2 separate regions of the Pan troglodytes genome follow, and region 2 is linked to region 1. Evidence: chromatin contacts called from public HiChIP or PLAC-seq data. All regions are on one chromosome and are shown on one strand. Each heading gives the region's core, a stretch centred on a gene start, on an enhancer-like site or on the middle of the called end of the contact. The rest is flanking DNA. Distances are from core to core; before and after follow the strand shown.

Region 1 (4,177 bases), core at 169-2,668:
TAGTTTAAACACAGAAGGAGGCTTTTCCAGCCCCTTTGACTATAGAAACTCTACATATGGGACCCTTTTAGGAAGATTAAGTGTGGGGAATCAGAGCAATATGCCACATCTGCTCTCACCAGCCTTAGAATTAGGGCAAGGACTTAGCACCACAAGTACAGAGAAAAAGGAGACTATGGGGAAAATAATAAACGTAAAGATGTTATTGAAAAGAATAACCTAAAAGCAAACTCCAGAGGGAGAAGAAATTATCTCCGAAAGAACTTTGATACAGTTAGTTATGACAGTTGTTTATTAACTTAAATTTTCCAAAGTAATATGTATGCTAAATTTTTTTTTAAAAAAATGGTCTTCCTTTACATGAAAAATAAATGCATAGAAGATCTTAGAGGTGTGGCAGATTACCTTTCGAAAACACAGCTATATTCTAAGATGTTGTGTTCAGTAAGGAATATGAAGAAGAAAAAGAAATATGAAGAATTATTTGCTTGTCTTTATTCTTGTGAGGCACTTGAAAGTATACTATGAAATTTTAAATTTTTTAGCAAGTATGGTATTTGGGCAATAAAATGCATTTAATATTTCTTAGAAAATATTTAGGATTTTTAAGTTTTTTTTGTTTATCATGGGAATATGCCTTTTTTGGGACCAAAATAAAATTTCCATAATTTTAATGTGTGATTTTACACTGTCAGGTTATAAATATGGTGTTTTTGAAGAGTTATTATATTTGCTTTGCAAAACTTTTTAGGTAAGTGGATGGAAACTAGCTATACAGTGGAGATTTAGATCATAATGAAATAAAAACTCAAAATGGACAGGTTGAATCAGACAGAGGTTTAATATCTTTTAAAAGGGTTCAATCAGTTTTCAAAATCCAAATTACACTAATGACATAGCCTAGAAATACAAAGATATTCACAGTACTAAATACCTTTCATTTTGTGTTGGAACCTTATTCTGAACATTTTGGGAGCAAGCAAATTATGATAAAATATCAAAATTGATGAGTTTACTGCAGAGTGTGAAGAACCAGAGTAAATTAGAATTCTGCTCACTAAGTGCCTCAGAGCTTGTTCCAACTGACTCATCAAATGAAAAATTCATCAATTAATCCTCTGACAATAACGATATATACACAAAAATCAATCTAGAATTGATTTTTTTAGTCTGAACATGAAAACTAAGCTCTGACTTATACATAATGTGAAATTTCTCTTCATTTCGACTTTATTATTGAGTATAACAGCTGAAGTGTTCATATAATTATTTGTTCTGAGTCAACTACAAAAGTGTGATTGTTTGAGAAAGAGTATATGTGCTGTGGAGATGTTCTGAAGCACAATCCGAGTGAGCTAATAAAGTTGTCAGATGCATGTAAGAATACAGCTGATAGGAATCCCTAGAAGGCAGCCAATAGAGAGGGACACTGATCACTAAGCCCTGATGGGAGACCACCCAGGACAGTTAACAGTGAGCTGAGTACTGAGGAAGATCAAAGAAAGAGGAGTGTAACATACAATCACTCAGATCTCAGACACGGATTAAAAAGAACATTGTAGGAGTGTGATTTCTATGAAATGTGTTTGTGTGTATGTGTGTGTGTGTGTGTGGTGACTAATGCCACAAACAACATGAACTGTAGAAAGGTGAACCTTTTCCTGTTTTGTCTCATCTACTTTCTAGATATAAATGCTTTAGAATGCACTAAGCATTGAAATGATCTTCTTGCTTTAATTCAATAATTCTGTGTACTTCTTCATAGATTTCCGAAGAAGCCTTCTTTCAAGCTTTTTTCTAGTTGTTAAGTTTCTTTCTTCCATGTAACATATGTGAATATCTCAAGAGAATAATCCAAGACAAATATTAGTGGGTTTTGGTTTCGATTAAAGAAATCTTGACAAAATGTATTCCGATATATTACTACAAAGGAAAACAATCGCAAGGGTCTAATTGAAATTTACAGTATTCTGAGTCTTTTTACCTTCAAATTTAGTGGTTTCAAAACCTATATTATTGCTGCTAGATTCTTAATTTCCATAATATAGATTCTACTTTGAATTTTTTCAGACTGTATTAGAAAGTTCTCTGTATTCCTAAAGAGAACTTAATATTGCTCTAAATGCTGTAAGTCAGCACACTGTAACAAAAAGAAACGTACTCTTCCAGTATACAGTAATGTTAAACAACAATGAGAGGATTCAGGGGAAATGTTAAGCTAGAGAACGCTGTCAGTATTACTTATCTTACATGTAGTAAACTTTGATGACTCTCTTCTGAATGTGAATTCTTGTAGGAAATGAACATTAAACTGTTTTTATGTTTTATAGATGTTCAGAAAAAAGCTGAATACATATGATTCTGAAGCTATTAGAATTTTTTCCCCTGTCACAATAGCAGTAAGAAAATTGCAATATAAATGTCTTCTTGAGTGCATAGCGTATGAAATAATGTGTTTTTTCCCTGTAGTTTAAAATGTTAACTGTATTTTAGGTCTCATTCTTTGCATATGCCTTGACAATTATGATTGCTTGATTAAAGAAAGAGCTTTTGTGCTAGTTATGTGTCACAATACCACATACATTATATCTGAACAGTATTTATCATGTTCTATTTCGGATCAGGTCAGATATGTCTTGTGAAAAACTAAAGTAGTATAGTATGTATTGTTAAAATCTTTTGTTACTAAAATATTTATGGCATGTTTCTTGCTATCTTTTTTAAGCAATGTGGAAAATGCTTATTTTACCTAAGTAGTTTACCCAATAAAATACTCTACATATTTGTTTAAAGCACCTTAGTTTAGATTTTTTTCTGAACATTTTTAGAATCATACTGTAAAAGGACATATGTTACTGCATTTAAAAAAATGTTCATCTATACTTTTTTCAGCATTTTGGTCTTTATATTCTTTTGTATCAGATGTGTTTTTCAAGGCTTTAAGAAGATCATATAGTTATATAATTGCCCCCCCCCATGGAAATATACTTTATCAGAGAATAGGTAATAAAGAGTAATGTGTAAATAAGTATATCAGTACATGTAAGTTTATTTTCTGCCCTGTATGTCTACTACAAAGTTGTATTTTGTTTTGTCATTTAATTTTATTGTGATAAATATATAATAAATGAATGAAGTCAGTGATATATATATATGGCTAGTATAGAATAGATGCACCGTATTAGCAGACAGCTATGTCAATGTAGTTACAAATGTTTGAATATATTTAAAAGTAAGGAAGTTAGATTTTTTAATAATTCCTATAGTTAATACTTATTCTGTTTATGTGCAACCTTTTTCATCACAATAAATTTGTATAGCTAAGAATTAGTCATTTTGTTAATAATAGATAATTATCTTTCTCTGCAAAAATTTTTAAAACCCTCTTTAAGACTTAAAATATTGTTATATACAATTATATAATATCCAGTAGAAAAAGAATTACATTGGTTTTGTTCTTTATTCTATAATTTAAGTAGGGGGGCTTTCATATTTTCAACAAAAAAACTGAAAATTTTAATAGGAAAAGGAAACCTTAATTTTTTTCAAGAGGATTATTTTAGGCTTTTGAAAATAGTAAATTAGTTTTATATTATACCTCCTATAGTTTTTACTTACCAATTCTATTTTTAAATGTTAGACTATAACTAATTTATGGGCAGCAGGGGGCAGAGGTGATCATGGGGAAATAAAAAGGTTTGTTTTAGGATAGAGCATGAGAGCTTGATTTTAGGGAACATGAGTTTAATGCTCTGTAGATATAATACGTTTGTAGAGATCAATAACATTTTTTTTTCATTTTTCAAGATTGTCCATTTTTACCTTTGTTCATTCTGGTTCATTCATAAAATAAAAATAATTGACAAGTTAATCATACATCTCAATTCAATTTCATTCATTCAGCGGTGCTATTACTTAAGAGTTAACTGTTTTGTATGTACTTTGACATTAATTATCTCTTAAAAATTACTAACTGGTATTCTCCACTGAAGTGGCACATTAGGAAAGGGAAACTTATTCATATGTCCATTAAATATTTTCCATAGCAAATAACTTCTTGTGATATGTCATTAAGTAATGATTTTTCTTAATATTCAATTATTTTGCTATATAATTAAAATATATTTGAAAATTTATAGGTATACTTCTTATTCACAATTTCTCTATCAGTGTGGCT
Region 2 (4,421 bases), core at 851-3,350, 290 kb after region 1:
AACTAAAAAGCTTTTGTAGTGATTTTATCACCAGGGAAATCTGTTCATCCTTCAGAAGGATTGTTACCCGTAAAGAAGAAATAAAGGAGTTAAAATTGCTTCAGACCGTTGACTCCTTAGGTCCCTCTAGATTCATAGATTGAATTGGTTTCAAGGGGTGGGAGGAATTATGAGGGGAATTCCCTGAGAAAGCTTACAAATTGATCATAGCCTTAGTAACACTAGTAGGTGTAAGTGTGATCACTATGGAGGAAATGCCAAATGTGGCTGTAAGCTTGGGAAATGGTTAAGAAAAGAGACAATTAACACCTTTTTTTTTTTTTTTTTGGCTTATTGTATTTGGGGGTGGGTGTTGCCATGGAGTATGCATCTGAGAATGGTCTTTCAAAATGAATTACAACTGATTTTAAAATGTCCTACCATTATAAGTGCAACTGTGTAGTTATTACTGAAGTGAAACTAGGGTTGCAAACACTATAGAATAGAGACACACATTTGATAACCCTATCCAGAAACTGGTCCTCCTAGATCTACCCACAAATATCATTTAAAGCAGGTATGTCTGAGCATATGTAGAACTGCTCACTTAGGTTTGGAAAATATAAATGCCTCCAAATTCAAAAGAATCCTTTAAGATTGTCATTTGAATAAATCAGTAAAAATATAATAATACCTAGATGTTATGTATTATAACACCTATTGATGCAAGCAGGCATATATATATAATTTTCCCCCAAGAATTCTATGAAGAATTGTCAAAATCCACCTAGCACTTTAGGATTTAACAAGATAAACCTACACTCATCCCTCCTTCCTATTGAGTAACAATGAATTTTGCCCAAAATGAGTAAGCAAATAAAATGACCTCATTTTTAGTCTGAGTTGGGGGATATGACTTTAATACTGGGTCTTAGTTTCAAATTCAGGTTCATGAGGCCAGTCTGCAGAGGAAAGGAGGATAGGGAGAATCCTTGGGAGGGCACTGATAAAGAGAGAGGGGTTCTCTAGTAGGGCCAGCTCCCACAGCTAAGTCAGGCACAGACTGTAGCTTTCTGCTCTCTGGCCGACAGCAGCCATAGCATCCTTATTGTTGTAACTCCTAGATTGTGATACTGTCACAAAACTGTTGCTAGGCAACAAATGTGGTTACCAGGTCTCAGCGAATAGCTGAAGGGGAAAGCAAAGTGTTGCACCATTGTAGAGTAACCATAGCAATGACCTACTATTACAGACTAAAGAATTATCATTAACAATGTTAAAGTATCAGACTGAGGCCCTGAATCCGGAGACTTCCAAGCGGTATCTCTCTGCATAATTGAGTGATCTAGGAAGAGATTTCAACTGTTTAAAAGCTATTCACTCATTATTTCTGTGGAAGTCTGTAATTATTTTAATTTTTAATTTTAAAAAGTGCTCATTTATGAAGCCACTGGTAAAATGCTACATAAGCCATCACAGGGAGTCAAAAATAGCTAAATGTATTTCCTCATATGTTCTTATGCTTGCATCCGTGTTATCCGCTGCCTGTGTTAAACTGAAGGTCGATCTGATTTGAAAACATGCTGTACATTAGTATTACATCGAAACCACAGAGAGAAGCTGTAGTAAAATAAAGTAACCCCATAAATTGACAACTAACCTGCATTTTCTAAGTTGAATTCCTCCTGACAAAATGGGAGGCCTAGATGCTCTTTTAGTAGTCACGGCTTTGAAACCTTTTTTTTAGCTGTTCTAAATTTGCCCCTTAAAATCTGTAAAAATGTCGCCCGCCAGGACACTTCAAGGCGTAATCCCTTTTGAATGCGGTCCTTCATTAAGCGTCCCGTATGATTTGGTCTCAGTGACCTAGCTGAGGTAATCGTGTCTAACAGCACAGCTTCCGGGAGACGCAAGAAAAATCATTCCCCCTTCCCCTCCACACCACCCCCTTGGGAAGCAAGGAAACAGGCGCTGTGCGATCCCGCACGCAGGGGAAACCAATCCCCGCGCGCGCCGAGTCTCGGGAGTGGGTGGTTTCCCGGAGGGAGAGGGAGTGGCCCTTCCCGCCCAGCGCTTCCATTGGCCCGGAGAGGCGGAGGCCTCGGGCGGCCAGCCGCGCCTCGGGCGACCCCGGGACAGATCCGGGCCGCGTCCCCGCGTTGGGAGAGGGATGGGGACTGAGGCCGGAGACGCCTAGACGCCGCGGATAGCGAAGTCTGAGTTCCTCTGAGCCAGGGGGCAAGTGACCCCGCAGCCCTAGTTGTGCCCTGGGAGTCGGCTGGCCCGCGCCCGCGAGGGGGCGGGGGTCCTGGCTGAGGGGCGGGGCGCGGGCGGCTGAGGCGGGGCGCAGGCGGGAGGGGCGGGGAGGGGCGGGACCGGGTGGTCGGGAGCCGGGGCTCGGCCTGGCCCTCGCCGCCCTCACCGCGCCCGGCCCCGCGTGGCCACCTGGTAACCGAATGTGTGGTTCTTTGCAGGCACCGACCGTCACGAGCTAACTTCCTGGAAGAGCTTTCCGTCTATTTTCAAATTCTTTACCGAAGCCTCAGAGGCCAAGACCAGCTCCCTGAAGCCGGCTGTGACGCGCCGCTCGCACCGCATCAAGCACGAAGAGCTGTAAGAGGAGCGAGCGCGACGGGGGAGGCCGCCCTGGCGCACGCACCCGCACGCCTCCTCACTGCTTGTGTCGTCGAGCGGACTCCCAGCCCCTCATTAGATTGTTTTCTTCCCAGAGCACAGGGTCGTGATATATACATCTAAATAGCGTTTTGCATTATTTCTAGATGAGTGCAACTGTCAAAGCAATATGGGTTCACTGGTCGTGCTTCCTGCGGGCTGAGCGCGGGCTGAGCGCTGCCAGTCAGCGCTCACATTAAGGCTGACAGCGCCCTGCCTGGCGCGGCCGGCGAGGCTCTAATTGCCCTGACGGAGACCGCGCGGGCGCTGCGGGTCCGGCGGCGTCGGCGCGGTCCTAGTGCCCGCCGTAGCGGAGCCGCTGCTGCTTCCCCCTCCTTAATTATGTCCATCTTTCCCCGCTCTCAACTGGAGCAAACTTCTATTCCAGACTTCAGATTTCCATTTTCACTAGGTTTTTCCCTGAGGGCATCTTATTACCCACCTCTTTTTTTTTTTTTTTTTTAAGGAAGTTCCACACACACTCCAAAGCCGATTTCAAATTCAGAACCTGAATGCCATGATGTACCATGTAGTTTGGGGAGTGCAAATTGTTCTCTCCCTGTTTTCATTTCGGGACCAGAAAAAAAACAACTCTGCATAAAAATCTATAAAGTGCTGAATCCGCATTACTGCTGAAAATCCTTTTGCCAGCTAATTGTGAGAGTTTACACAAGTCTCTGATTTCAGAAGAGACTGTTAAAACCAAAACAATGATGGGCAGCTCTTTTAAGTGTAGGTGTGAAAGGTCCCATTTTCAATGGAATTTCCAACTGTTATCACTGGGATTGACTTTACTTTTTAAACACATAATGTGTACTGAGTGGCATTGTAATTTAGATATAACACACTTAAGTTTTGCTTTTTAAATCTCTCTGTAGAGAAAGATTGTTGTTGTTAATCCTTTCCAGAATGATCTATTCTGAGCTTTCCTGGAGTTAGGCCCTTCTAGGGAGAGAATTTTTTTATTGTCATCAGGAAACGAAACCTTTGTGCTCTGCAGCCTTTTTCTTCTGAAAGGCTAAGTGGGGCTAAAATTATCCTTTTAGTTTTCTGCTTTAACAAGAAGAGAAGGACTTGGTGTGAAAGAATTTCTTCTCTCAGTCCAATGGTATAATTTTTAGCACTCCGCTTCCTCTGTAGGGTTTAGCCCTACAGTTTGAACAATTAAGTATTTTAATCCAGCTAAGATGTGGCCAACACTGTGAAATACAGGAGATGTTAAGGTTTTGCTGACTTTTAGATTAAAATCTTAAAATTTCACATTATATTTTAATTACTTGACAAGTTTAATTACCTAGTAAAGATTGTTTCTAATAGATGAGAACATAAATTTAATAGTTTTCATCCTTTTTTAAAGTGTGTGCAACAATTAATATGCCTGCCTTATTTGAGGACATGATAAAATGTACCCAAAATGACTTCGAACTGTCTAATGCCTCAGAAAAGTAACTTAAAATCAACCACTTCGTGCTTAAATGTTTTTATATTATGAACCGATTTCAACAAGTTTTAAAGCTGTTAATATCTCATTGCTGTGTTTGACATACAAGTACATTCATTGGTTCTATAGTCTTAATGATGACAAATTAAAGATGTTTTTTCAGTGCTCAGGTATGCATATATTTTCGTGTTACTTAAGCAAAATCAACTATATAGGAGGAAAAATAAAAATGGCATTTTATTCAGCTACCAGATGGCTTAAAATGAGTAAACCCCAACAACATCAAGCACATTTGTCTGTGATATTGACCCTTTTTATCCAATCATTA

The links. HiChIP or PLAC-seq counts read pairs in DNA pulled down with a chosen protein or histone mark.
Region 2: an H3K4me3 HiChIP or PLAC-seq map of stem cell-derived excitatory neurons shows a contact between it and region 1, with 3 times the contacts expected there. The contact joins two enhancer-like sites. A contact is called at or near these places in 1 of 7 Hi-C or Micro-C datasets (induced pluripotent stem cells) and 1 of 1 datasets of contacts at active chromatin or transcription factors (stem cell-derived excitatory neurons).

Annotation. Positions count from the first base shown.
Region 1 is chr4:22,223,658-22,227,834 of NHGRI_mPanTro3-v2.0_pri, forward strand. The region is part of intron 4 of ARB2A (ARB2 cotranscriptional regulator A); the gene reads left to right. Among named protein-coding and RNA genes, the nearest start is that of POU5F2, 170 kb to the right of the region's middle. Within about 2 kb of position 1,419, at least 1 of the 24 cell types and tissues checked has an H3K27ac peak or open chromatin away from gene starts, as enhancers often do. A contact at or near this core is called in stem cell-derived excitatory neurons, where this site is marked.
Region 2 is chr4:22,512,546-22,516,966 of NHGRI_mPanTro3-v2.0_pri, forward strand. It overlaps ARB2A (ARB2 cotranscriptional regulator A), which reads left to right. Exons shown (of 9, transcript XM_063810257.1): 9 at 2,454-4,421. The coding sequence ends at 2,596. Among named protein-coding and RNA genes, the nearest start is that of NR2F1, 38 kb to the right of the region's middle. Within about 2 kb of position 2,101, at least 21 of the 24 cell types and tissues checked have an H3K27ac peak or open chromatin away from gene starts, as enhancers often do. A contact at or near this core is called in stem cell-derived excitatory neurons, where this site is marked.